Regions from separate parts of the Mus musculus genome. Here all the other regions are linked to region 1. The links are chromatin contacts, called in public HiChIP or PLAC-seq and promoter capture Hi-C maps. All regions are on one chromosome and are shown on one strand. Each heading gives the region's core, a stretch centred on a gene start, on an enhancer-like site or on the middle of the called end of the contact. The rest is flanking DNA. Distances are from core to core; before and after follow the strand shown.

Region 1 (3,834 bases), core at 485-2,984:
GAGATCTCAAGTTCAAGGCCTACACAGATCACAGGACAAACACACGCCAGCCAGGGCTTCACAGCAAGACCAGGCTCCAACACCCTACCACCTAAATAAGAAACCACTGCAACACTGACATAAGCCCTATTGGGAGGTTCTGAGATCCGCGCTGTTCATTGTCCTTAAGAATTTAAAAGAAAACAAGACACTGCAGTTATACTCATCGCTACAGACAATGGACTTCTTTGTGTCAATAATGGAAAATGCTACTGTGTGGTCTGGGCTCTTGTCATCCCCTGTGCCAGTTCACTGTGAGCTGGCTCACCCTAACCTTTCTAGCCCTCCAAGACAGCTCAGCCGTAGAGGTGCTTGTCCAACATTTGTGGATTCAACCTTCATCACCACAGGGGGGTGGGGGGGGGGTGTCTCAACTCAGGGTTTTGTCCTCTGTAATGCCAAGGGCCTTCTAGGGCACAGCATGGAACAGCTGTAGCCTGTTCCTGCCAGTACACACTGAAAAGTTAATCGCCTTTCTACAATGAAATCTGTATAAAGGGGACCCTTGGGCCAATTCCTGGCTCACAGACCACTGGCTATGGTCTGCCTCTCTCCTCGTTGACAGGCCTCTACAGGCCCAAACTTTTATTTTGATATGTAATAATCCTGTAACCTCCTAAAAATGGGGAAAGTTCAGGAGAAAAAACCAAACAGAGTCCCCCTGGATCATGTTAGTTATGAAACGATTAAACATGACAGGCTATTAGAATCAAAACCAAGGAATGTAGAGAGGACAGGTTTCTCAGTCGCCCAGCGCAAAAGACAGTTCCTTTTCTACTAAAACTAGAATAAGGCACTGGGAAAGAAACCTAAGAAGGAAGGGAAGATTCTGAGCACCCTTAAGCCAGCAACGCGGATGAAGAAAAGCATCTATTTTATTTCTTAGGTCATCTGTTACGAGCGATAGCGCCTACGCTTTTTTGGAATTCCAGTGCATTTTTGCCCAACCCCCCCACCCCCCGCAAGGGGCATCGGGCCATAGCCTGGGAGCTCTGTCCACAAGTTCTCCAAACTTCTAAAATTCCAAGAGCTTGCAGATACTAGCCGCAGGCTCAAGGATCCAGGTATAAACATTAAAAGTCGGTTTTTCGTTCAGCAGTCATCTGCCTAGGGCGTTCCCTCCAATCCTGCCACCCTCTGGGACTGCGGTGGCCCGGCCAGCAGGCTGCAGTTCAGACCAGCAGGGCCCATCTGACTGGCACCACCTGGGTCCCAAGCCTGGGCTGCCCACAGGACGAGCCCGAGGGGGCGTCGGCCGCCTGCGTGGAGCAAACTCGGGCGCAGGCTGAAGGCCCGGCGCGACCCAAGCTGAGGGGGCGAAGGGGGTTATCAGGCTCGCCCTGCTGCCCCCGCCGCCTGCCAGCCCCGGAAGCGCCGCCCTCCCGCCCGGGGCTCCGAGGGGCGGGGAGTCTAACGCCCCCTTCCGGGTGCCTCCGCCCGGCCGGCCAGCCGCGCTCCTCCTCCGGGCGGGAATCCTTCCTCCCCCGCCCCTCCCGTAGCCGGGCCCCGGCGCCAGTCCCAGTCCCAGGGGGGCACCCCCGGTTCCGGCCTCCCCTCCCCGAGGCCTCTGTCCGTCTTCCCGACCCTTGAGGGCCGGGAAGACGCCGCCGGCAGACGCCAGGACCCACCGCTCATTACGACATCTTCCTCCCTGGCCTCCGCCGCCTCCGCCGCCACCGAGAGCCTGACACCGCCCGCCTAGCACCCGCCAATCCCGGAGCCCGCCACCGCCCGAGCGACGGCAGCTTTTACCAATGAACGCTTGGTACATTGGGGACCGACAGCATTTTCAACCAATCATTGGGAAGCATCTAGAGTGACGTTGGTCTGGCCAATAGAACTGTGAAGTGTCATTGATAGACGGTAGGAGTCGCCAACCGGAAATCAACGGGGGAATGAACGACGTATCCTTTAGCCAACTGGCGGGAGGCAAAGTCCCGCCTGCTAGGAGGTTGATGGACAGCAACAGGAAGCTGGGTGAGGAGGGGCTTAGCCGAGAAGTGTTTTTGTATTGGTCGTAATTGACCTTCCACCCACCTCTAACCCAGCAGATAAGTGATAGATCTGCCCTAAAGCCAATCAGAAGTGCTACTGTGAAATGCCCCGTAAAGAGCTTATACATCTCTCAATACAGTCTGGCATGGTGAGTCTCAAGTGTAGCTGTCGGATACGCGGTGCCCGGCCCCCAGTGAGCGCATCGCCTTCACCTCAGGCCCTCGCCCGCCATCCATCGCCTCTCGAGAGTCGACGACCTGGCAGGAGTTGGGTTACCTGGCACTTCCTAGAGGGAATTGTCATTATGTCATCTCAAGCCCCTGTTAATCTTCACCAATGTTTCGCAGAGCTTCCCTGATCCTCTCAGCTTCAGACAGGCGTGTTTGAGCCTTTATCAAAAGCAGATCCCTAGGGTCGTCCCTAGTTACATTTGCTATTTCCCGGGGGGCGGGGTGTGTGTGCCTAGAATCTGCATTTTAGCCTGCGCCTCAGGTGGGCAGAATTGCACGCTGGCATCCTAGCGACCCTGCTTGGTCTCTGCTTCATCTCCTCCTGTATGAGGGGCCGTGCTTGACAGGCACCACAGGTAGGTTTAGCTTTCTCTTCCAGGCCCTCTGCGAACGACTAACTTAGGCAAGCTGTACGTAGCACTCAGAGGGAATTCACGCTGGCTTGAGACCTGCGTGGGTAGGAAACCCCACACCCCATCTGCAGTGGACCCTTAGACTCTTGTTGAAGCCAGAGCACTCACACATCCACCTCATAGTACCACCCTTCCTGGTTGGTTTTGTTTTGTTGTTTTAACCCACAGTGAGAAAAAAATGTTTTACATCCAGTAAATTAACTTATAAGAACATGTAACAAAGCTTCCCAAATCAACATTTGAGAGACATTGATCGCAGGTAGATGAGACACATACATCCCTGCTGGGGTCTTATTTGCTGAGGATCAAGTCCCCAACACTAAGCATGAACTGTATAAACACTAAGCATGAACTGTATCGTCGAGCTGTTCCCCAGCTCTCATTACATTTTCTCTTCGCCTCTTCTATCTTCCTCCTCCTTCTTCCTGTCACTTCGAAGAAAAGGTTGCTGAGATAAAGTGATAACAAAATATAGAGCCAAGCTGGGTGGCAGTGGCCCAGGCCTTCAATCCCAGCAGCAGGGAGGCAGAGGCTGGCAGATCTCTGACTTTGAGTCCAGCCTGGTCTACAGTGAAAGTTCCAGGACAGCCAGGACTACACAGAGAAACCCTGTCTAAAACAAAAACCACACACACACACACACACACACACCACAAACCACAAACAAAAAAATAAATAAATAAACAATAAAGAGCCAAATGCTTAGAGTGTAGTAATTTGGAATTACCAGTCTACCTCTCTCTGGTTAGGTTTTGAAACACCAAACATCAGATGCTATCAGTTCTGGAGCTAGAATCCTTCACTTGGGGCTGGGAAGATGTCACTTGCTGTTCAAACACAAGAGGCCTGAGTTCAGAGCCCGTGTGAAAAGCTGGAGTTCAGCCTCTGTAACCCCACCTCTCACATGTGAGGTCAGGGCGGAGACCGGAGGATGGCTGGAGTCTGCCAGTGGCCAACCTAGCTCCAGGCTTTGTGAGACACAGCAACAGAGCAGGACCCAGTGTATGTCCTGCTCTGGCGTCCGTGTGCACATGTGTGCCCACGCACCGTTCCTTCATTGGGACTCTATGTCCTTTATAAAATCAAAGCTTTCTGCTTAAACTGGGTCCTTCACCCTTACACACACAAACACACACACACACACACACACACACACA
Region 2 (3,834 bases), core at 677-3,176, 910 kb before region 1:
GATTTTCTCAATTGGGAGGGCTTCATTCCATTCACTACAAAACTTACTCCATAAAACATATGGGTTCGCTTTGCTGGTAAGGTAAGGAGACAGCATGAAGCCAGCGGGAGCAAGTCTACCATGACCTGTGTGTCCAGGAAACTAATAGGATAGTTGTTTTGAGGAAAAGGGAATCCTCTGAAATAACCAGAATCTCATCTCTGAAAGATGACATTTAGTAACTAGGATGAATGAAACTTCTGGGTCAGTAATCAACTAGAATGGATCAGTTGAGAACTGGCTCAGAAGAAGTCAATTATGAGGAAGTCTGGGGACACAGAAGGGTAGCCGAACAAAGAAGTTCGTCCAGGCCAAACTCAAAGCTGTATCCAGACTAAGAGAATCAAACAGCTAAGGAGTTAAGTTAGGGGTGGCAATAACTGTGAAGTTGTTCTACGTCCGGCACTGTGCCAGGTACTTTACGTGCATGGTGTAGTTTTTTTTTATTAAAAACTTGGAAAATATGTAGCCGGGCAGACACCTGAGGGGACTTGGAATGTTTGGGATAATAGCCAGATAAGAGGCTAAGATGAAAAGACTAAGTCTGGTCACCAGGAAACAAGTTTCAAAATTAATAGCTCAACAGTCTTATCTTTTGCCATGCAATTGGTACCATACTAAGTGAGCACTTTTGCAAAACATATTTATCTATGAAGTGATACGATCTAAGATCGGTCACCCAAGACACAAGCACAGACAGGCCCTAGGCCTTTTGTTCCTGTATTTGAAGGGAGTACATCTGCTTTACAAAAGTAAACCAGACAACCTTGGGGGTAAATAATAGGAAAAAAGTTCTTGACTAAGATGTTACAATCCAGAGTGATAGTGAGAGATGGTAGGAACGCAGAGTTTCAGGGACAGGTGTGAGGGACAGTTTTGGGGTGATTGGAAAGGGGGTTCAAGAAATGATCTGGAAAGTCAGGGAGGCTCTCTAGACCCGTGGAAAGGGCCATATGGTGGGGAAACGAGGTAAGGAAAGGTAAAAAGGAAGACTGACTCGAGTCTGCAACTGGGCAATGCAGGTAGAGGATGTTCCAAGCGGGGACTCCAGAAGAGATGGAGAACTGATGGGTGGGGCCTGAGGGCAGCCTTTAGGTAAGCTGGTGGGGTAGGTTAGAGGGGAAGTGCGAAGGGCGGGACCGAGCGTTACAGAAGAGCAAAAGGGTCAGGTTTCGGGTGAACGGGAGGGGGTAGGGATAAGGCATCCGGAACGGAGCTGCAGGGCTCACCGGAGGTCGCTAAGGGGCGGGGTAGGCCCGAGGGCAATCGCGGATCTGTTTGGGCTGTAGGGCCGGGCGCTGAGAGGGCGGGAGGGAGGGAAAGGGCGACACTTAAGGCCCCCGTCAGTAGAGAGGCCCGCAGGGTTTGGGCCTGGAAGACGTGAGGCGGGAGAGAGCCCCGATGGGGAAAGGTGGGGGGCGGGGAAGGTCGAGCCCTGGAGCTCCGGGGTGAGGGAGGAAAAACCCCCGGCTCACCGCTTAATCCGAAGTAGACACTGTGGCGCGGTTCGCTCGCCGTCCCAGTCCGAGCTGAGCGTGGGGTCCCAATGGCTAAGCAGCGCGGCCCCGTGGGCAGCGGCCGAGGGCGGGAGTCCTGGCAGCGGAGCCAGGCCGCTCCCCGGTCCCCCGGCCCCGCCCGCCGCCGCCGCCGCCGCCCACACATCCGGCAGAAAAGGCGGCCCGAACCCGCCGCCGCTCCCGCTAACGCCGACCACACCGGCAACACCACTCGACCCTGGGCCCGCCGCCCCGGCGCCAGCCGTCGCCGTCGCCGCCTCCTCAGTCGGACTCTCCGCCATCGCTGCTTCGCTTCCGGGACTGCTCAGCAGCACGTCCGCCGACCAGAGCGGCCGCTGCTCCCGCACCACCGAGAGCCGGGCCAGAGTGTCCCCACCCTCGGCTTCCCCAGCCCGGGTGGCGCTGGCTCCGCCCACCTCCGCCCGGACCAGCGAGAGGCGTGCTGCCAGAGCGTCCACCCACGGTCCTCCAGAGCGGGGGGCGGGGGCTAGCGGACTAGCTGGCGCTCCAGGCCAGCGCAGATTCTGCGCCCCGCTGGAGATGCTGGTAGCCTTCCATGGTTAAAGGTTTTATGTTGGGAGAGTTGATGTCGGAGAAGACAGTTCAAAGAAGATGGAGAGACCCACAGCTTCTCTTTTAAAGGGAGGGACCATCGATGTTCAATCCTAGGGTAGGACTAAGGTCCACCTTCCCTGTAGGGCAATCGAAAGAAGAGCTTGAGTAGTTTAGGGCCCTTCACATCCCTACGGCTCTGTGCTGTATCATGTCTGGTCTTCTCCCCCATCGACTACTATTGTCGCCTGACTGCGGATGGACTAAGAGGAAGAACGGAATCAGAACGTGCGAATAAAAGACCACCTCATTTGAGTTTATTCGATATTTATTTATGAAGGGCATACTAAAGGCCAGGAGCTGTTGCTAGGCATTGCCCTGGAGATAATGACACAGAAGTTGACAGCTTGGTAGAAGTCAAGCATCAGGCTTGATTCCAAGCTCAGTACCTTTTCTACCCGCTAATCCTGGAGTTACGGGTTTGAAATTCTCAATTTCTTAGAACTATATTGAGATTTGTAATACGAAAATTAACTCTGACTAAGGGGAAAAGACCTTAACCTTGTTCTACTGACAGGAATATGAGTCTGTGTGTGTGTTTGCTAACTGTAGGAAAACCAGAGGTACCGCATGACTGAGAATTTACACAACCCTTTCAGCTGGTCTGAGACAACATCCGAAACAAACACATTGATACTCTATAGCAAAGTGTATGAATAGTTTTTGAGACAAGGTTTCCAATATGTAGCTGCTTACCTCAGCCTTCTTAGTGCTGAGATGACCGGCATAAGCCACCACACCCAATGAAATATTCATATTAACTTTAGTACATTTATGAAGATTCATTCTAGAACAAACAGCCAGAGCCTCACTTTGGATCTTGTTTTTTTTTTTTTTTCTTCTTCTTTTCCTCCCGAAGAAGCCTGGCTCCTGTGGTGGCACAGCTCGTAAGCTAAGCACTAGAGAGGTTGAGGAATGATGAGGGAACTATCGTACATAAATAGTTGAGGCCACAAATTGAGTTCAAGGCAATCTGGGCAACAAAGGGACACCCTGTCTCAAAACACAAAAACCAACAAGTGAAGAGCCTGCGTTCTGGACATTTGTGCGTTTTCTCAAATGGTCTGGGGGCGGGGGTCTGGGAATAGTGAATACATTATGTTTTGAAGCTGCCATTAATTGAGTGCTTAAGGCTACACATTGTTTATCTGCTTTATTTTACTTGTTCCTCTCACCAGCTCTGTGATAGAAGGACTGTTATTAGCCTTTTGTGACAGAATGACAACAGACAGACAGAAGGTCAGTCACACACATAGGATCACACTGAGAGCAGGGGGCAAAGCTGCATCTGGTTCCAGATGTTGTCCTTTTTGCTACACACACACATGCATGTACCTAGGGCTCTAGCTTGTGTATTATTTGTGAATTCAGCTTAGTAGAGTTCATCTTAGGACTGTAACATGAAATAAAACTCATTAGTATACTATTTTATAGAGGTTCCATGTTTTGTTGATGTATCTTTGTTTAGGTTTGATTTTTTATAAAATGAAATAACACTTTATTAAAAATTATTTTGCACCGGGCGTGGTGGCGTACGCCTTTAATTCTAGCACTCGGGAGGCAGAGGCAGGCAGATTTCTGAGTTCGAGGCCAGCCTGGTCTACAAAGTGAGTTCCAGGACAGCCAGGGCTACACAGAGAAACCCTGTCTCAAAAAACCACCACCA
Region 3 (3,834 bases), core at 985-3,484, 840 kb before region 1:
AAGACTCGACCTCAAACAAAAGCTGGATTTAGGGGTACACACCTGTAACTCCGGCATTTGTGGGGCTGAGAAAAGAGAATTGCAGGCCAGCCTGCGCTACATAGTGAGACATTGTCTTAAATAAAGAAACAGACAAACAAGAGGCAAAACTCCAAAGTAAAGGACCCTCTATACATGAAAGGGGATTTTTTTGTTTTTCTTCTTTTGGTTTTTTTGAGACAGGGTTTCTCTGTGTAGCCCTGGCTGTCCTGGAACTTACTCTGTAGACCAGGCTGGCCTCGAACTCAGAAATCCGCCTGCCTCTGCCTCCGAGTGTTGGGATTAAAGGCGTGTGCCACCACTGCCCGGCTTTGTTTTTCTTCTTTAGGAGACGGACTCTTACTAGGCTCAAGGAACTCCTGCCTCAGCCTCCCCACTAGCCAGATTCTAGCTACAATCCCCATTCCCCCATCCCCCGTCCCCGTCCCCTCACCCCCCCATCCCCAGCTTGAAAATATGTTTTAGGATGTTTAGAGACTATTAGAAATGGAAGCAACTTATATGACCAGCAATAAGGCAAGGGTTGGTTCTATGGAATGTTTCCTAGCCATTAAAAACCAGGAACCAGCTGGCCATTGATGTGGCTCAGTAGGTAAGTGTGTTTCACAACAAGCCTGACTACCTACCTGAGGTTGATCCCAGAACCCACATAATAGGGGAACCAACCCCCACAGGTTTGTTGTCCGCTAACACACACACACACACACACACACACACACAGACAGAGAGAACAAAAATATACCTAGGGACATGCAAACGCGCCTTTATGATATATTATGTGGGCAGAAAGAAGGTGCCAAGATGGTTAAAATGATGTCAGAATAATTACAATTAGAATTTAAGAATTCACAGCCAAGGCAAAGATGCTTTGGTAGAGTAGGTGAGCCACAGGTGATGTCTGCCCTCCCAGCTTTAAGGCCTCCTTTATTTAACATGATTTCAGCAATAAACTGAAAGATAAAGATATTCATTTTTAAAAGCTTTGATCCAAAGGATGTGTATGAGCAGGGCAGGCAAGTAGATGGCAAAAGGCCTGTGGACACTAAAGGAGAGAGAGAGGCTGGCATGTGGGCACTAAAGGAGAGAGGCCTGTGGGCACTAAAGGAGAGAGAGGCTGGAGTGTGGGCATTAAAGGCGTGGAGGTTGGTGGGGAGGAGAAGGGAGGAGGTGGGAGCCTTGTGAAATGGGCCTTATGGCCATATGAGCCTTGGTGTGAGGGCTGTGATCTGAACGGGGCCAGGAAAATCTGGGTTAGGCAGAGGCAGAGGCAGAGGCTGAGGCAGAGGCAGAGGCAGAGGCAGAGGCAGAGGCAGAGGCAGAGAGGCAGAGGCAGATGGGGCAGAGGCAGAGGCAGAGAGGCAGAGAGGCAGAGGCAGAGGCAGAGGCAGAGGCAGAGAGGCAGAGGCAGAGAGGAAGAGGCAGAGGCAGAGAGGCAGAGGCAGAGGCAGAGACTGTACTCCTAAAGAACTGTGAAGGCAGAACGCTGTGTGTGTGTGTGTGTGTGTGTGTGTGTGTGTGTGTGTGGTGTGACAGAGAGAGAGAGAGAGAGAAAGAGAGAGAGAGAGAGAGAGAGAGAGAGAATGAGAGAGAGAGAGAGAGAGAGATCTCAGCAGTTAAGAGTACTAGTTTTCCAGAAGCTCTTAGTTCCATTCTCAGTATTGTTGGGAACGGACATCTGTTGATTCACAGCCGCCTGTGCATCTTATTCGTGCCTGCATCTTGCCTTGTGGGAAGTCGAATGCAGCACTGTAAGGGTTAACAGAACTCAGCCCACCTCCACTGCCCCCTCGGGACTCAGTCCCTCAGATAGAAAGGCTTGAAGCTGAGTTCTGAGGCTGTCTCCAGGCGCACTCTGACTTTAATAATAAGATTGTTTACCAGGTGGTACAGCGCATAGCAGCAGCTCGGCCTCTTTCAGAAAACCCCAGATGGCCAAAACCAAAGCTAGGGTTGGCTAGGTGAGTCCCCAAGGTCAGAGTCTTTGCCAAAGGTGGAACTAGCTCTCTCCCTGAGCGTGCACCAAGCGCGCATTTGGAGCGGGGAGCATTTTTTATAAACTACAACCAGTTGTTTGGGAACGGACATGAGCAAGGGAGGAGCGCCCCCTTCAGGTGGACCCACACAACTGCTGATCGCTCTGCCTTCTCTCCAGGGAGGACTGATGTTTCCCCAGAGCCTCCTCCAGGGCTAGGAAGATGCTACAGTGCCTGACTTCGGAAAGTGAGGAAGGGGCTGAAGAGAGGGAGGAGAGTTCCACAGAAGATCTGGAGGAGCTAAAAGAATTTGTCACCCTGGCTTTTGTGAGAGAGAACACACAAAAGAGGCTCCAGAACGCACAGCAGCATGGTAAGAAAAAGAGGAAGAAAAAAAGGTTAGTATTGAAAAACGAGGAGTTTCGGGGCGTGTGTGTGTGTGTGTGTGTGTGTGTGTGTGTGTGTGTGTGTGGTGTCGGTGTTGATAAGAGCAGGAAGGGCCCAAGGGAAGAAGGTCTTGGCTGATGAGAGGAAAAGGGGACACAGGGCTTGTCTCCTCTGGCTCACACCAATTTCAGTGTTCTGTTTTATGGCATCCCATAATAGTGTGCATAACCTCGAATCACACCTTGTACTTTTCCTTCTATTTGTGTTTGCAATGCCTTTTAAAGACTGGGTGGAGAGGGAGCTCCTTGCTGAAGGAGCAAGGAAAAAATTTCCCTTCCTAAGCGCAAGCTCCCGTGTGTCCTGGGAATTTCACATACTTGCAGTGTAACAGGACCACAGTGACTTGCCAGCCCCGGCGGCTGGCAGCTGCAGCTTGCGCATTCCGTTTCTGGGTTAATACTCTGCTTTGCCTTGTAAGAGAGTATTGTCTATCTTCTAAATGGCTTCCCTTAGTGGAAAGGGGGAGACAATATTTTAGTAAAAAATATGTGCCTTTTAAAATTTCTCAAACAAGCAAACAAACCCCAAAATAAATAAATAAAATAAAATTTCTGTCCCCAATGGGCTGATGGTGTAAAAGTACAGGGACCACTGGGAGTGTAGCCTAGTGTCTAGTGCCTCACTTTCAGGCAGGAGGCCCTGGGTTCAAGTCCCATCACTGACAAAATTAAAAAGGGGGTTGAGGCAATGGTGTTAACACAAAATCGCAAGCAAAGGCAATTGTAACACATGGAGTAACGGAACTGTGAGGTGCATGGCTTGGTGTGGCCACTGGGACACATGTGTCTGGCCCCAGCCCTGTGTTCTGGCCTGGGTATCTGTCTGTGTCTTGCTGTCTGCCCTTTTCTCTTTTCCAGATGATTGGTGATCAATCTATCTAACTGCCGGTATGACAGCGGTAAGTATCTCTGTTCAAGGGGTCTGTGATGGAGACTGAAGGGTGGGGAAGGGGCCAGTCCTGGGCATGCCCGAGGGTGATAAACAGGGTCTCAGAATGCTTGGAAGTCTCCTGAAAATCACAGGGGCATTGTGCACAGCCCATAGTCTTGCGTATTTACGTACATGTTTGTTGACAGGGCTTCACTGTGTAGCTCAGGCTAGCTCAAGACTCAACTATGTCAAATGCTGCCCACCCCCAGACCCCCACCTGCCTCTGTACTAGTTTATCTCACTGATTAAGCCTGGTTATGGTTAAGGATTAGTTTGCATCCAGGGTTTAATGTTTGGAGACAAGCTAGAGGACTCTTTCCTGGGAAAGGGAAGCCAGGGTGAGTCTAACACTCACCCCATGTAGCCTCAGATGTACCCTTCAATAACACTATTCCCCACACTCTTTGCTCCATCTACAAAGACATTCCAGTCCCAAGGAGCCAGC
Region 4 (3,834 bases), core at 525-3,024, 800 kb after region 1:
TCAGCTCCCAGTACAGTGTCTATCACAAGGCCTCTGGACAATGTGTCTGCTTCCAGGTGTTCGGACAACAACCCACAAAAATACACCCATTTCACATTGTCATCTGCACTGACAGCTAGGGACAGACAACCAACTGAAGATCTTTTCTGGTAAGACTACATAGTCTACTACAGGGGAAGAACTTAGCCAGGTGAGTGGCAGATTACATAGCATGAAAGACGGAAAAGACCCTAATTAGAGAAAAAACAAAGTGTTCCATAAACCGCAGCAGTCAGACATGTGGCCGTGTCTGTAAGCCCAACACTGAGGTCCAGCCTGTGCTACCAAGTCAAGCCTTGTCTCAAACAGGGAGCTGAGGCATTGATCTCAAAGGCTCTCACATGTGTAGCTTCCTTGACAGCCACAGAATTAAGATCCCATCTTCCAACACCCAGAGAACTTCTACCTTCCACTACGACTTAAGGAGCCTCCCAGGGCCGGGCGTGGTGGCGCACGCCTTTAATCCCAGCACTTGGGAGGCAGAGGCAGGCGAGTTCGAGGCCAGCCTGGTCTACAAAGTGAGTTCCAGGACAGCCAGGGCTACACAGAAAAACACTGTCAAAAAAAAAACCAAACAAACAAACCAAAACAAGCAACCAAACAAAAAAACAAGCTCTCCTCCCCGCTCACCCTTTTTCCTTAGTTCTGGTTTGCCTTTCTTAACTGTGGCCATCACCATGTCCCCAACACCAGCAGCAGGAAGTCTGTTCAGCCGTCCCTTGATTCCCTTCACAGAGATGATATACAAGTTTTTAGCTCCTATAGGAAAAAAACAAACAAAAGTAAATTTTGTATGAGACCGGCAGAATTCACAATATAGAGTCAGCAAGGCTATACACCAAGTAACTCAGTCTCAGAAAAGCATGAACACAAACAAACCAAAACAAACCGTTTTCGTAAAACTCATCGGGCTTGTAAGTAATCTTTCAGAAGTGTCTTGTCACAACACCGATTGAAGTTAAACAACACAACACGTTGCCACTTCACCCAAAAGTGGTGTTTTTCACTCTGCCCCTTCTTGACGGCTCAGTGGGTCACTAGCAAAAGGCTCACTGAGTGCTTTTAAAAGGGGACGGTGGCAGGACGCGGCCGAAGGCCTCACCTGTGTTGTCTGCACAGTTGATCACAGCTCCGACCGGAAGACCCAGGGAAATCCGGAATTTCGCCCCGGAGGACCCACCGCGTCCTGCGGGGAGGGAAACAGACAGGACAAGGGTCCACATTCGGTCTCACAGTTCCCAACTATAACCCACCGCACACGCTTCGGCGAGGGCCGGCCGCTCCCCGGCTACCACGCACTTGTCACGGGACCCGGCCGTGCCCATTATTTGCATCCTCCTGCGGAAGAAGGAGACTGCGAGGCTCCAACCTCGTCTGCATTTGCGGGGACCGCAGATATCGCGCAGTCCCGTCGACCCCACGTTCTCCGTTCGGCCCCATGCTCCGCTCCTACACCAGCTCAACACCATTGGCATCGCCCTCTTTCAGGGCTCCCTCTAGGCCTCCGCGGTGCCCCCATCTTCTCTATCTCCGGCCCCGGGACTGTAAACTATCACCGCCGCCGGGGGCCGTCGCCAAGGGATGGGCGGGCCATCCCGCGCGGCAGATGCCAACGGATCCCCAAACTCAAAATTCCTCACCTCGCTTCGACATCTTGAACGCCCGGAAAGGGTCAGAAAGGAAGTTAGTACAGGGGACACTGGGATATGAACGGGAGGCCCCGCCCACTCAGCCACGTGACCGGACCTCGTCCAGCCCGCCTCCCTCCCCGGGTCGCAGCTAGATGACGTAAAAGGCCTGGGCCTCCGCGGGACCGTTCTGCGTGGGAAAGCTGCGCTTAAGATGTGTAGGGGCGAGTAATTTTGGGGCTACACCCAACGCCTCGGAAGTAATTGGCGATATGGACACATTGCCTTTTGGCTTTTTAAAATTTGCTTAACAGCTTCTTTTGAGCTCTGTGGCCAAGCCCCTCTCTGGATAACAGGGATTCGAAAATTATTGCTGCGGGTGTGGTGGTGCTCGCCAATAATCTCGGCATCGTGGGAGCTGAAGCAGGAGAATTGCGGCGATTTCAACATCACCTCAGCTACCCATGAGATCCTTCCTCAAAACAAATAAATACATGAGTAAAATAAATTCTTCTGTAAGGGTTCCTAAAGAACAGACACATGGGGCAAGAGCAAGTTCAGAATGGTTTCATTTGGCTGTGGAACAATTAAGTGGAGCGCTACAGATGAGTCTGTGTGTTTGGTACCATAACATTCTTTCGTCATGAGAGTTAACAATACTCTATTAGTGACATTCACACAGCCGCTCGGACTACAACTCAGTACCTTATTATTAATTATTCTTAGACTTAGCCCACAGCTAACCGTGACCGATTGATTGGCTTTGTTGCTTCTTAAAGATGTGCAAAATTTCGTAAAGCTTAAATATAGGATAGTTTATGCTTGCTTATAATCAAGATGGACAGGTTTTGTTTTGTTTTGTTTTGTTTTGTTTTGTTTTGTTTGGGGGGACAGGGTTTCTCTGTATAGCTCTGGCTGTCCTGGAACCCACTCTGTAGACCAGGCTGGCCTCAAACTCAGAAATCCGCCTGCCTGCCTCTGCCTCCCAAGTGCTGGGATTAAAGGCGTGCACCACCACGCCCGACTGGACATGTTTTAATTTATTAATATTAATTTCCCCTTTTACTACCTCAACCTCTCCCTATTTTCCTTACCTTCTGTTGAAACATTCATTCAAATGTGCGTTGAATACTTATATCAGGGCCAGATTCTGTCCAGATTACATGAGGGAATAAAATAGAGCATTATTCTTGCCTTTATGGGTTTTCCTCTGCCAGGGTAGAGGTTGGAGGCAGGTAATAGATACTAAATAATAGGAGTGGGCTGGAGAGATGGTTCAGCAGTTAAGAGCACTGACTGCTCTTCCAGAGGTCCTGAGTTCAATTCCCAGTGACCACATGGTGGCTCACAACCATTTGTAACGGGATCTGATACCCTCTTCTGGTCTGTCTGAAGACAGCTACAGTGTACTCATATAAATAATATAAATAAATCTTTAAAAAAAACCTAAATAATAGGAGTAATTGTGAGAGTTCCAGTATACAGTATATCGTTGTCAAACGGGAAGAAGTATTATGAAGAAAGGACAGTGAGGTATGGAGAGGTGAAGGGACAGGTTGCAATAGAAACATTAGTGCCTGATAGTTTGTCATCTCTCCTATTCAGATGCTATCCCAAGTTCAAGGCCACCCTGAACAATGTAGAGACCCTATCTGAAAATACCAAATACCAAATAGGAAAAATGGCTAGGGGGTGTCTCTCAGTACTGGAATACATGCCTAACATATGCAAGATTTGTTTGTTTGTTTGAGACAGGGTTTCTCTGTGTACCTGGGGCTATCCTAGAACTACCACTGAAGATCAGACTGGCCTCAAACTCAAACATTCACCTGCCTCAGTAAGACCCCCAAAGCTGGGCCTCTGCTCCTGGGATGAACTGGCCAGCACCCTAATGACTCGAGAGAAAACCGTACCTGATGCAAACTGCAAGAGGTTTTATTATCAGCTAGCTGAGGATGAAGTCCCTCTGCAGTGCAGGGCAGGGGAGTTCGACCCCGAGCTATAATGATAGGGGGCTGAGGAGTTGGGAGGAGCTGGGTGGAGTTCTTCTCTGCTGGGTGTCCTTGGTGAAATTTACAAGGCATAAGGAGTGGGGAGTGAGTTCTTTCTGAATTTTTATCTCCATGTCTTTGGCACAGGAAGCCAGACAAGTGCCTGGCTGGGTCTT
Region 5 (3,834 bases), core at 519-3,018, 710 kb before region 1:
TACTACAGGGAAAAAAATAGATCTTCACGCTGTTTGGTTCCGGATCTGCTGGGCTGTCGCTCTCCAAGAGCGTGGGTGGAATTGAAGGGGCCGGCTGGGCGCCCGCATTGATCTTTAAAAAATCATTTTGAAATCGCCATAATGTGAAGAAATATGGCGCTTCGCCCTCGTATTTCACACGTAATGACACGAGATGGCTTCATTTAGAAAGACAAGCGGGCGGGACTGTGTGTGTGCTCTCGGAGGTGATCCGCAGCCTTCCACTGGGCAGTAGGGGTACTGGCTAAAAACATATTGACCCCCAAGTTAGAACGGTTCCACTTTTTCTAAAAGAAGGGGAGGCTAAGGAGGGAGTCATGGCCCCCGGAGCAGTCTGCCTAATAACGGTCCAGACTCAGAGAATAGCCAAGAAATCTGTCTTTAAACCTAACCCGAGGAAACCAAGCCTGTCTAGGGGCCCGGCCTCCCAGAGCACCACACCGGGGGAGGCGCCTGCACCCAGGCAGAAGCTGTAGAGGCAAGAGCTGGGAGAGCCGCCAGGAAACCAGCCCGTGGCCTCGGGGGAGTCCCTGCGCAGGGCCGCAGATTAGCTGCTAATAAAATGCACTATTTGTAATCTCCACGAGAGGATTGTAGGCGAGAAGGCGGCGGGTGGGGGAAACGGACTGATGCCGGGGACTCCTCTGTACTTGCTACCGTCCTATGTCAGTATTTGGACCTTTTCCAGAGCGGCAATTCCGGGTGAAAAGCGCTAGAGTGCTGAGAATTTAGCTGGCCTCTTTCCCTTTTTGGATGGAAAGGAAGGTAACCCGGTGTTCCTTACTGTGCCGTTTGGGGAGTCTTCTTCCCCTTCTCCTTTAATCATTTCCCACATTAGCCCTCTCATCTGGACATTTTTAAGGGTCTCAGAGATTCCTGGATGAAGGACAAGAAATGACCATGGACCCAGCCTTTCACAAAGGCCCAAGAAAAATTTTAAGGAGTTAAACAAGACTGGTTAGTCTCCCGAAACTCTAGTTCCAGGGCCTGGTGTGTCTCTTTGGCCTTAGGCAGGCTATAATTTCAAGACAGATAATGATTCTTTGGACACTAGTCCCCTTTCGCCTCTCTCAGCTGCTAAAGGATCAAGGGAAGAGCCTAGTCACGTAAATCTCCCCAAATTGTGCCCTGAACCCCCTCCAAAGAGGATAACTGTCCTATAAAAGCCCCAACTTCTTTCTCATCCTTTTACTTCATCTCCTGTGGGTCGCTGTACTGCTGTTGTTTAATAAACATCTCTGTCAAGGGGACAGAGGACAGGAAATGAGGGCCCGCGGGGTGGAGGTGGAGGTGTTGGGGGGGGGCGACAAGACTACCTCCTCTTTAATTACCCTGTCGGGCCTCTCCCGCAGCTCTGAGGCTGGGGCGCTCTCCCTCCCTGTATGCTGGTCCTCCCCCCCCCCCCAATCTGCCTGGGGAGAGGGCTCCTCAGCCTGCGTCCCTCCTGAGGCAGCCCGCTGCTTGCCTCCGCCTCTCCTCCGCCCCCATCGCCCCATGTTGAGAACCCCCCTTCCTGTAAAAGCGGGAGGGGCCCGGGCGGCCCGGCAGCTCAGGCTGAGGTTACGTGGCCGCCGGAGCCCTGACGTGATAGCACATTGCATCAGCATAAAACAATCCATCCTGGATATGGAATGCGGTGAGGACGGATGACAGCGCGAGCGCAGCCCCCTCGCCCGATTGATTTATGTCGGAGCTGACGCTTTATCAGGCAGTCCGCAAAACTTTGACCAATCATTTTGCAAGGAGCTCCGAGCCGGGCTGCTCCACTGTACTTTGTTGGCTGAGAAGTTGAGCAGGGGGTGGGGGTGGGAGGGTGGGGGTCTGGGGGGGGTCGCGTCCGAAAGCCCTCTGCACCGGGTCCGTGTGCCACCTTTTCCCTGCTTGGGCGCCGCGGCGCGAGCGCTTCCCTTCCCCCTGCGAGCGCGCGGATAATGTCTGAGAATGTCCATTTCTGGGACGCTTAGCAGCTATTATGTCGACTCGATCATAAGTCACGAGAGCGAGGACGCGCCTCCAGCCAAGTTTCCTTCGGGCCAGTACGCGAACCCGCGGCAGCCGGGCCACGCCGAGCACCTGGACTTCCCCTCGTGCAGCTTCCAGCCCAAAGCGCCGGTGTTCGGCGCCTCCTGGGCGCCGCTGAGCCCGCACGCCTCGGGGAGCCTGCCGTCTGTCTACCACCCCTACCTGCAGCCCCAGGGCGCGCCGGCGGCCGAAAGCAGGTACCTCCGCACCTGGCTAGAGCCGGCGCCGCGCGCCGAGGCCGCCCCGGGGCAGGGCCAGGCGGCCGTGAAGGCGGAGCCGCTGCTGGGCGCGCCGGGGGAGCTGCTCAAACAGGGCACGCCCGAGTACAGTTTGGAAACTTCGGCGGGCAGGGAGGCTGTCCTGTCTAATCAAAGAGCTGGCTACGGGGACAATAAAATTTGCGAAGGAAGCGAGGACAAAGAGAGGCCGGATCAAAGTAAGTTATAAAAAAAAAAAAAAGTGAGGAAATCCCCCCCAGGCTGCAGGCCAGGCCCGGGGGAGGGGAGGGGAGAGGCCATAAAGCGGACAATGTAAAGGGACAGAGCGCCTGGGGCCGCAGGGCTAGAGTGGGTGGAGGGAAGAGGAAGGAAGGGGCTGGCAAAGCAAAAAGCTGGGTGTCCAGGAGGGGGACACTGAGGCTACCCCCCACTCCTCCTTGTGGCGCAGGGACTGAGACTCAGGGACCAAGTCTCTCTAGTCCTTCATTCTTCCCCAGGCTCGGGCTGGAAAAAGGGAGAGGGACCTGCGATAGAACTGTAGGAGGCCGGGCCGATGGCCAGCGCGGCCCGGAGCCCGCGCGGGCACGGGGCCGAAGAGCACTCGGCAGAGCCGCCTGCGCCACGCGCAGACCGTCCCTGCCGGCCAAGGGGAAGGGGGAGGGGGCTCATTAGGATTTTATTTGCGATGCAACAGCTTGGCGGAGGATTGTTCCTAGCAGATCTCACGCAGTAGCCGCGTCGGGTCGGCAGCAGGCGCCGGGAGGGGCGGGGGAAGCCCAGGATGCGGTGACGGAGCCCCCTCCCCGGTGCGCCGGCCCCTCCCCGGGAGCCTTCCCTCCGGGGGTCCCCCGCCCTTCTAGGGCATCCTCGACAGGACGGCCGTTTCTCCTCCTGCGGTTGCACGCTGATCTCCGCGGGGCTTCCGATCACTTAGGCCGGGCAGTTCACCTCTCCGAGAGTCTAGGCATCACTTGCTAAAGACAGGGCCTCCCTCTAGAATGGAGGAGAAGACACCCAAAGGGACCCCGGGGGAGGGAGGGGGAGGACTGCGCAGGGGCGGAGAACTCTACCCTTGGTGGAGAGTTTCTTACCACCTCCCACTCCTAAAAGCACCCTTGCTAAAATAAAACCCCAAGTGGAAACTGCTGCTGGCTGAGAGTAGAGGAGGCTTACTTTTAGGGGTTTGTTTTTAAGGATGGGGAAGACAAACTGGTTTGGGGCTCGCTCTTGGTCCCAAACAATACGGGACAAACTGACAGGTCAACTCCTCACCTCTTCCTCCTCTGGGCAAATAGTTTGGTCCTTGCTCGCCCTATTGGATGCCCCACCAACAGAGAGGCCAATGGGTCCTCTGGGGGCATGCTTGCCCTCTGAAAAGCAAGGAGAGACACTATTCCCCTGTGACCCTTGTGGTCCCCTCATACCTCCAACTTGCCAGGCTGAGTTATTAAGGAGCTCATATCCCCAAAACAGCTCCTCCCAAAGCTCCAGAAAACACCCAAACAGACCCCTCACCCCATGGCCCCAGACTAGGCCTGAGTTGCCCATCATTGCA
Region 6 (3,834 bases), core at 598-3,097, 690 kb after region 1:
TGTCCTGATTCAGAAGTCGTAAAACAGACTACCGCAAGTTTACTTTTCTAGACACAGTGTCTTCGTTCCCTCAGCCTCCGTGATTCCCAGGGTCCAAACTGAGCAGATTTGAGGGCTCCAGCCCAGAACTCAGCTTCACAGACCTCCCCAAACTCCCGCCTCGCCAGGATTAAGGGAGTAAATCCCTGACGCCACAGACCAGGTCAAGGACAAGTTCTCCCCCTCCTTGCTTCCCCCCTCCTGGGCGGGGACTCATCTCCCCCCCCTTCCGGGATGAAAGGTACTAAAGAAACGCGGAGGCTCTGGCCCCTTGATGTTCCGGTTGAACAGGTGCTAGTGAAAAGGAGGCGGGCCCGGCGGAAGAGTCGGCCAGGGGGGCAGTGCGCCGAAGGGGGAGCGGCCCCCTCCACCCTCAATCCCCCAGCCCGCCATCTCCTCTCCGAGCCCTCTGCCCCTCCCCCCCAGGAAGCGTTCCCGGCCTAGAGGTCTTTGAAGTGTGGATGAAGCCCCCAGGGCTGCCTTCTCCCCTCTGCCACCCAACCTCCCGCTGAGGGGGTATTTGACCTTTGGTCCCTGTGGGGGCGCCGTCTTTCCCCTTGCAAAGAAAAAAGGGGAATCAGATCTCGTCTTTGGGCTTATACCAGTCTGGGGGAAGTCTTGGGTCGCTTTCCATCAAACCCTAGACCCAATTTCGGGGACTTTAATCCTTCGTGGTGCGTTTTTGTACGCTACTGTGATTCTATACCTGCCCAGAAGTCAAGGCGTGATTCTGTTGGCAAGCACTTCCGAGGCAGCTTTACTCACTTTAAAACGCAAGGCACGCCCTGAGGCTAGGGGTGGAGTTACGACTTAGAACAGAGATCTTGAATTAAGGTGGGGTACCTCATTGTACCCCTAAGGTGCCTAGAGACCTTGACATTGAAGACTTCAAAGGGAAGTTCCTGGAGGGCAGGAATACCTCTACTCTGGCGCGCAGCCGACTCTAGCATTCAACAAATTTTTGTGCGGGGCGTGGTGGTGCACGCCTTTACTCTAGCACTTTGGTGGCAGAGGCAGAATTGGGAGTTCAAGGTCATCCTTCACTAAGTGGTGAGTTCGAGGCTAACCGGAGCTACTGGTGATCCTGTCTCAAACTAACAAAAAAGATTTGTAAAGTAAGTAAAAGTTTACACGTGGCATTGTCTACCCTCCAGAGTGACCTCCAGGGACAGCACCCATGAGCTGCCATCCAGAGACACCATTCCCATTCCAAGAACAAGCACGGGTAAATGGTTTAACATCGCTCCAGTTCTTTTTAAGAGCCCTGGTTTTTTTCATCTTCCCTAGATTTCCCTAGGGTTGAAGAACACCCAGAGAAGGGGGATGGGAGACCGGAGACCCAAAGTGTGACACGGAGGGGAGGACTCGGGAACTACCCACCTAGAGTCATAAAGGGAAAAAGAAAAGACGGGGAAAGCTGCACTGAGCGCACGAGCGAAAAGCTCCCTACCAAGCCAGGCTTTGTTCCCTGAACCTAAGACTTTACCCGGCGGCGGGCGGGCCGGGAGCGAGCGAGCGAGCGGAGGCGCGCGGCCATGGCTGCCGCGGCCGGGCAGGGGGGCCGGGGGGGCGGCGCGTGAGCGGGCGGCGCGGGGCGGGCGGGCGCCCGCGATGTGCCACTCGGCGCCTCCCCCGCCGGGCCCTGCTTGCACCGCGGCCGGGCGGCTCTGGTAGCCGGCGAGCGGCGCGGAAGGGGAGCGCGGCGCGCGAGTCTCATTGTTGGGGGGGGGGGGCCCGTCGGGGCATGAGGGCGAGAGCACGGCGGGGGGGGCGGCCAGACAGAGCGAGCGAGGAGGAGGAGGAGGACGCCGAGGAGGAGGAAGGAGGAGGCAAAGAAAAGAAGCGGCGGCGGCGGCGGCGGAGGAGGGGGCGAGGAGGCGCGCGGCCCCCGCTCCCTCCCTCCCCCCCTGACCCCCGACCCCCGCCGGCCGGCCCCCAGCCCCAGCCCCGGAGGGAGCTCATGGGAGTATGAAGGAGATGGTAGGAGGCTGCTGCGTATGTTCGGACGAGAGGGGCTGGGCCGAAAACCCGCTGGTCTACTGCGATGGGCACGCGTGCAGCGTGGCCGTCCACCAAGGTAAGGGGAGGGGGGAGACGGCCGGCGGGGGGGGGGGAGCTGCGGGACCCCGGGGCGGCGCGCGCACGGGGTGCCCTCGGCCGCGCCCTCCGGAGCCCTCCTGGGGCGCCTGCCCCTCCCCCACCCACCTGAAGCGAAAGGCGGCGTGGGCTCCCCCCCATCCCCAGCCTGGTCCTCCAGGACCGGGTCAGGCATTGTTTTCTTGCCTATTGTTCAGTCCCGCGCCCCCCACCCCAAGTTGAAGGAGTTTTGGGGAGAGTCCAGGGCGCAAGGAGTGAACTCCCTGAGCCCCGCACCGCCGGTGTCAGGGCTGTCCCGGGAATGTTTACCTGCGAGGTAACCCCCCCTCCCGCCCGGTTTATTTTGGTTCCCGCTCCGGGAGGAAGAGGTCAAGGGGGGGTCATCCCCCTTCGCTTCCGGATACTGGGAGGAGCGGAATTGGGAAGGGAGGAGAAGGGTCCCACGGGAGAAGGGATCCTGAAACCCTCCGGGGAAGAGCTGAGGCTGGGAGAGCGGTTTTACAGGGGGCCGGAATGGAGGAGAGAGAGGTTTGGAGTTTCCCCCTGCCGCCGCACATGGTTCGGGAGTTAACTCCTTAAGGAATCTTGCCGAGGGCGCAGGCTGGCATCTCCGCCTGTCTGGCACAGGCAACCACCACCACCCCCCTTCCCAAGACAACCCTTAATGCTGTGGCTGCGGGCCTTTCCCGCCACTCTCCTCTGGGTACCTGCCCCGCACCTGCCCTCTGTTTTCACTTTTGACCTGTACGTGTGACAGAGGCAGAAGATGAGGTCCTTGAACCCCCGACTTCCTTGGCTTATCCCTTACTGGCCCTTTAAGAAGCACCCCCCCTCCCCTCATAACAACAAAACGTGTTACAATCATGACTATTTCTTGTTCTGGTGCCTAGGGGACTGGTCAGGGCAGAGGCGGCGGGGGGGGGGGGGGGGGAGGGGGAGGAATTCAGGTCCAGAAAAAAGGGAGAGGGGTGGGATGAGAATGGAGGATCTTTGGAAGTTTAAGGTCAAGGACTCTGTCAGACTTTTTGCCCCTGTTTGAAATGCTTGGTTGTGTGATTGAAGGCTGGCTCTATGCGGTTGGACATTTCTTGTAGTCCTGTTCCATTGAGTGATCCCGGGTCTGGGGAGCAGCCCCACCTACTGGGCTGGCTTTAGTAGGCTGGGTCTCTTCCCTGCCTGCCCCCAGTTACTCTGTGGGGGGGGGAACCATTGGCTGATGGCTTTGCTCAGTGAGTCTCCTTCCCCCACCCTTAGCTTGCTATGGCATCGTCCAGGTGCCAACAGGACCCTGGTTCTGCAGGAAATGTGAATCTCAGGAGCGTGCAGCCAGGGTGGTGAGTCCAGCCCCTCTCCCTTTCCTCTCCCCTACACCTGAGCATCTCCTGCAGGTTAATAGGGTACCCTGAGGCTGGGGCAGGACTAAGCTCTGTCACTCAGGATTTCCTGTTTGCTGCTGCCTATCACCAGCCCCATCTCTCCCTCAGCTCTGCACTCAGCTCTGCCCCGCCTCACCTCCGGCTTGGGGGCTTTGATTTTTTTGGGGGGGGTGTCTATGTGCTGCTTTGTAACTTTTTACTATGAAAGGTTTTCAAGGCTATGGAAGTTGAGGGGCCGCTGTAGTGACCAGCAGGTTCTCCTTATTCAGCCTTCAGCAGTTAGGAGCCTCTTTGCTCTACAGCCTCAGCCCCCACCCAGATC
Region 7 (3,834 bases), core at 356-2,855, 680 kb before region 1:
AGGCAGAGGTGGGTCAGCCTGGCCTGACCCCAGGCACCGTCTTACAACCAATCCTCCCTGTCTTCAGGTTGGATACACTGTTTGTCTTGGGTGTGCATTTTAGAATGTCAGAAATACCTTGTGTCCCCCAGGTTGGGATCTGTCCTTATTTTCTTTGGATGAGAGAGGAAGAGAGCATAGCTATTTTCTTCCACTCCCAAGTCCTTACAGCAGCTAAGAAGGTGATATAAACATGAGACGTGGGAGGTGGTCTGTAGAGTGGCTGAGAGACAGGAGTGTTGTGAGTGTCTAGAACTAGAGCAAGCATGCCAGTTTGATGGTTGGAAGGTGGTTACTAAGTCCCTAGGAGGACCTAGCAGCCTTCTCTCCTTATAAAATCAAATCCAAACCAAGTCTTGGGATGCGAATTTCAAAGGGAACCACCAGTTTATAAAGAGAGTAGGAAAAAGAGGAGACTCTCGGTCTCCAATACTGAAGACTCAACATTTCTAAGACAATTCCCCCCAGTATCTAGATTTACAGGGAACATCTTTGGTTCTAAAAATCTGTAGCCAGGGATTCTTGCTACATCATTTGGCCTGAGAGATAAGGATAGATGAGGAGAGACCAAGCAAGGGTTGCAGGAAGAATAGAGATGAAAACAAGTAAAGTTACCTAGGCTGGGGTTTCCCCTTCATCACCAAGTTTAAGGACTACTAGTTTCTTTCTCCAGGGCCCAGTCTCAGTCAAGACTGCAGCCAGGACGGCTGAGCTGTGCTGGGCATACGGATGGTCGGCTTGCCAAATAGCAATAGCAAATAGCTTCGGGGAGCAGCCAGAGGGAGAAACTGGGCTCACACACCCCTGACATTTCCTTCTTTTGGGTCTTCTAGGCAGAAGGAACTGGCTTGCCCTCCTCTAAGCTGGGGAATTGGGTTGAAGTCGGGATACAATAAAACCTAAACTTAAAAGGGGGAAACAGGCCTGATAAACAATAAACGATTTTCCAAACCTTCAAAGGAGGGTGTTTCTTCTTTTCTTGTTTCTAAAATGAAGCAAATAAGCGGACAAGTCCGTTCTCGTTCCACCCCCCACCACCACCACACCAGTACAAAACCCTAGAAACAGACCTTCCCCCTTTATTCTCTCTCAACGAGATTCGAGGATATTTACCCAGCCCTCCCTTGAGGGAACGGGCCCATGCAACGCAGGGGTTAACTTTTCTGAAAACACAATTAACTTTTCCCTATTCCTGCGTGGGGTGGGGTGGGGGGGGAGGTTGTATTTATTTCATCACTGGGGAATGGGATGATCTTCATCTAACTGCTTCCTCCTCCCTCAAAAGCACAGACGTCTCTTTCGCAGATCATACGTAGGTGGATCAGGGCGCGTTGTGGAGAGAGAGAGAGAGAGAGAGAGAGAGAGAGAGAGAGAGAGAGAGAGAGAGAGAGAGAGGAAGGAGGGGGAAAAGGTTGATAGGTTTGTGCGCGGGTCCCTCGTGCAGGCTGCGCTCCTCCTGGGTGCTATTTGACAATTCCTGCCTCTGCCATTGGTCAGTGTTGGATCAGATGGTTGTATTTCCTTCTGGCCCTCACTGGCACCTCGCCATCCCCCCTCAGCTAAAACCCAATCTCGGCTATACTACTAATAGGCGCGGCGCTCGGACTATAAAACACAACAAATCATAAACCCGGCGGAGCAGCAGCGGCCTCGCGCGCCTCCCCTCCCGATGAGTTCCTATTTCGTGAACTCCACCTTCCCCGTCACTCTGGCCAGCGGGCAGGAGTCCTTCCTGGGCCAGCTGCCGCTCTACTCGTCTGGCTATGCGGACCCGCTGCGGCACTACCCCGCGCCTTATGGGCCGGGACCCGGCCAGGACAAGGGCTTTGCGGCGTCCTCCTATTACCCACCAGCCGGCGGCGGCTACGGCCGGGCGGCGCCCTGTGATTATGGGCCGGCGCCTGCCTTCTACCGGGAGAAGGACGCGGCCTGCGCTCTCTCCGGCGCCGACGAGCCGCCCCCGTTCCACCCCGAGCCGCGCAAGTCCGACTGCGCACAGGACAAGAGCGTGTTCGGAGAGACCGAGGAGCAGAAGTGCTCCACGCCCGTCTACCCGTGGATGCAGCGCATGAATTCGTGCAACAGTGAGTGAGACTTCCCGCTGTCCCGTGTCTGTGTGTGTGTGTGTGTGGGGGGGGGTCGGCAAGCAGAAAGACTGAAAGTGTCAGCATCCCCCAACCCCAATTCTCCCATTGGGAACTAGGTGGGCATCTCAGCAGATAGAGCAAGATTGCCCCCCCCCCCGACCTCCAGATCAGTCCTCTTGCCCGCAGAAGTTGCAAAGTTTGCAAAGTCCCAGCTGCACAGTAAGGCAGGGGGAATAAGTGGGCTCTCCCTACTTAAGTCAGGCTAGGATTGTTGATCCGGAAGAGGTTAGGGGACTCAGTCTCTGGTCCTGTATTCCTTTATGTTCTCCCTAGCTCTTGTCCGGATCTGAGGGGTGGGGGGTGCCCCGCACCCAAAGACCACTCCATTAAAAACAAGAGTGCGTCATGAAAGGGGAGGGGTGGCATGACGCCGGCAAGGGCGAGTTTACTTGGGTCCTGGATTGTGTTTCCCTGGGGCTGGGGGAGGAGAACTGGGGAAGGGGGACCAGGGAGCTGTGAGACACTACCATAGGGTCGTATAGTCTGAGGAAGGAAGAAGAGAGGACAGGCGGAGGGAGTGAGAAGAACAAACTGGCTCCTGGGTCTCAGGTTGGATTATTTGTGGGCTTCAAGTCCCAATTGATGTCCATTAGCAGGACACGAAAGTGAGGGGCTGTTAATGCGGACTATGAATCGATCCACGTCATTAGGGATTAAGGGCCAGAATCTATCATCGAGTAGGGTAGGGAGGGCTGGATGGATGGAAAGGAAGGGAAAGAAAAGATACAGCTCGTAGGAGGCACACCTGGCCAGCCCCTCCCCCAAGCTCAGGTGAGAGTCCAAGTGCCCCTCCTCTCCCCCCACTGAAAGTCTAGGCAGAAAGAAAGCACAGGCCTCGGAGTCCAGGAGGGAATCTGGAGGGGGCGCTGGAGGAGTAGGAAACGGGGACCAGGGAATGGGAGGGGGAAAGACTACTCCCGACAGGCTAGCTTTACGTTTGAGGGCCGAGTGGGGGAGGGGCTATGGGCTTGGTGTGATGACCCCAGGCCTCAGTTTCTCCTCTCTGCGTAACAGGTTCCTCTTTTGGGCCCAGCGGTCGGCGAGGCCGCCAGACCTACACACGCTACCAGACCCTGGAGCTGGAGAAGGAATTTCACTATAATCGCTACCTGACCCGCCGGCGGCGCATAGAGATCGCGCACGCCCTGTGCCTGACCGAGCGGCAGATCAAGATTTGGTTTCAGAACCGGCGCATGAAGTGGAAAAAGGAGAGCAAACTGCTCAGTGCGTCTCAGCTCAGTGCGGAGGAGGAGGAGGAAAAGCCAGCCGAGTGAAGGTGCTGCAAAGGGAGGGGGGACGCGAAGGGAGAGGTCTGTGGGGGAACCTAGGGCACCCGAAAGCCCCAGAAGGCTCTGCGGTCGGGGGAGTCTGGGGACTTGCTGTCCAGAGCACGACGGGCAGGGCCCAGTGCTTGCCTGGATGCCCCCTTCTGCAGAGCTCTTCCTGGGCGCTTGGCGGATGCCCACCCAGCACCCCCAGCGCCTCCTCCCTCCCCCGAAGAACCCACCTTGGCCTCATCAGGCTCTCTGGTGAGAACTGAGAATCGGACTCACTTGATGTCTCCTGGAAGCAGAGCAGAATGCTCATGTCCTTGTCGAGTCTCATTTCGTCCATGTCCCCCGTGCACGGTTCAATGGTAGATTCGCTG

What was found. Promoter capture Hi-C pulls out the DNA fragments that hold promoters and counts their contacts. HiChIP or PLAC-seq counts read pairs in DNA pulled down with a chosen protein or histone mark.
Region 2: a promoter capture Hi-C map of liver shows a contact between it and region 1, with 6 times the contacts expected there. The contact joins the promoter of Ube2z here to the promoter of Sp2 in region 1. A contact is called at or near these places in 5 of 39 promoter capture datasets (the 3T3-L1 cell line, the C10 cell line, hippocampal neurons and 2 more), 2 of 484 Hi-C or Micro-C datasets (cerebral cortex and regulatory T cells), 3 of 115 datasets of contacts at active chromatin or transcription factors (bone marrow-derived macrophages, extraembryonic endoderm stem cells and pancreatic cancer cells) and 1 of 9 other capture datasets (macrophages).
Region 3: a promoter capture Hi-C map of embryonic stem cells shows a contact between it and region 1, with 3 times the contacts expected there. The contact joins the promoter of Ttll6 here to the promoter of Sp2 in region 1. A contact is called at or near these places in 1 of 39 promoter capture datasets (embryonic stem cells) and 2 of 115 datasets of contacts at active chromatin or transcription factors (embryonic stem cells and pancreatic cancer cells).
Region 4: a contact with region 1 is called in a promoter capture Hi-C map of liver, with 5 times the contacts expected there. The contact joins the promoter of Rpl23 here to the promoter of Sp2 in region 1. A contact is called at or near these places in 5 of 39 promoter capture datasets (the 3T3-L1 cell line, liver, neutrophils and 1 more) and 1 of 115 datasets of contacts at active chromatin or transcription factors (pancreatic cancer cells).
Region 5: an H3K27ac HiChIP or PLAC-seq map of bone marrow-derived dendritic cells shows a contact between it and region 1, with 8 times the contacts expected there. The contact joins the promoter of Hoxb9 here to the promoter of Sp2 in region 1. A contact is called at or near these places in 11 of 39 promoter capture datasets (the 3T3-L1 cell line, 3T3-L1-derived adipocytes, cranial neural crest and 7 more), 2 of 484 Hi-C or Micro-C datasets (nephron progenitors and palatal mesenchyme) and 10 of 115 datasets of contacts at active chromatin or transcription factors (bone marrow-derived dendritic cells, cardiomyocytes, embryonic forebrain and 7 more).
Region 6: a contact with region 1 is called in a promoter capture Hi-C map of liver, with 4 times the contacts expected there. The contact joins the promoter of Mllt6 here to the promoter of Sp2 in region 1. A contact is called at or near these places in 2 of 39 promoter capture datasets (liver and pre-B cells) and 2 of 115 datasets of contacts at active chromatin or transcription factors (memory CD8 T cells and pancreatic cancer cells).
Region 7: a promoter capture Hi-C map of embryonic stem cells shows a contact between it and region 1, with 3 times the contacts expected there. The contact joins the promoter of Hoxb6 here to the promoter of Sp2 in region 1. A contact is called at or near these places in 12 of 39 promoter capture datasets (the 3T3-L1 cell line, the C10 cell line, cranial neural crest and 5 more), 15 of 115 datasets of contacts at active chromatin or transcription factors (bone marrow-derived dendritic cells, bone marrow-derived macrophages, cardiomyocytes and 10 more) and 2 of 9 other capture datasets (adipose tissue and embryonic stem cells).

Annotation. Positions count from the first base shown.
Region 1 is chr11:96,975,954-96,979,787 of GRCm38.p6, forward strand. It overlaps Sp2 (Sp2 transcription factor), which reads right to left and starts at 1,735. Exons shown (of 7, transcript NM_001080964.2): 1 at 1,668-1,735. The coding sequence starts at 1,674.
Region 2 is chr11:96,063,438-96,067,271 of GRCm38.p6, forward strand. Ube2z (ubiquitin-conjugating enzyme E2Z) reads right to left here and starts at 1,927. Exons shown (of 7, transcript NM_172300.3): 1 at 1,515-1,927. The coding sequence starts at 1,837.
Region 3 is chr11:96,131,552-96,135,385 of GRCm38.p6, forward strand. Ttll6 (tubulin tyrosine ligase-like family, member 6) reads left to right here and starts at 2,235. Exons shown (of 15, transcript NM_172799.4): 1 at 2,235-2,410; 2 at 3,320-3,357. The coding sequence starts at 2,235.
Region 4 is chr11:97,780,665-97,784,498 of GRCm38.p6, forward strand. Rpl23 (ribosomal protein L23) reads right to left here and starts at 1,775. Exons shown (of 5, transcript NM_022891.3): 1 at 1,680-1,775; 2 at 1,142-1,225; 3 at 670-798. The coding sequence starts at 1,692. Snora21 (small nucleolar RNA, H/ACA box 21) reads right to left here and starts at 1,102; the gene lies at 975-1,102.
Region 5 is chr11:96,269,562-96,273,395 of GRCm38.p6, forward strand. It overlaps Hoxb9 (homeobox B9), which reads left to right and starts at 1,769. Exons shown (of 2, transcript NM_008270.2): 1 at 1,769-2,497. The coding sequence starts at 1,981.
Region 6 is chr11:97,661,565-97,665,398 of GRCm38.p6, forward strand. It overlaps Mllt6 (myeloid/lymphoid or mixed-lineage leukemia; translocated to, 6), which reads left to right and starts at 1,848. Exons shown (of 20, transcript NM_139311.2): 1 at 1,848-2,116; 2 at 3,391-3,470. The coding sequence starts at 2,008.
Region 7 is chr11:96,297,469-96,301,302 of GRCm38.p6, forward strand. It overlaps Hoxb6 (homeobox B6), which reads left to right and starts at 1,606. Exons shown (of 2, transcript NM_008269.2): 1 at 1,606-2,123; 2 at 3,201-3,834. The coding sequence starts at 1,709. The coding sequence ends at 3,460. All of the region lies in intron 1 of Hoxb5os (homeobox B5 and homeobox B6, opposite strand), which reads right to left.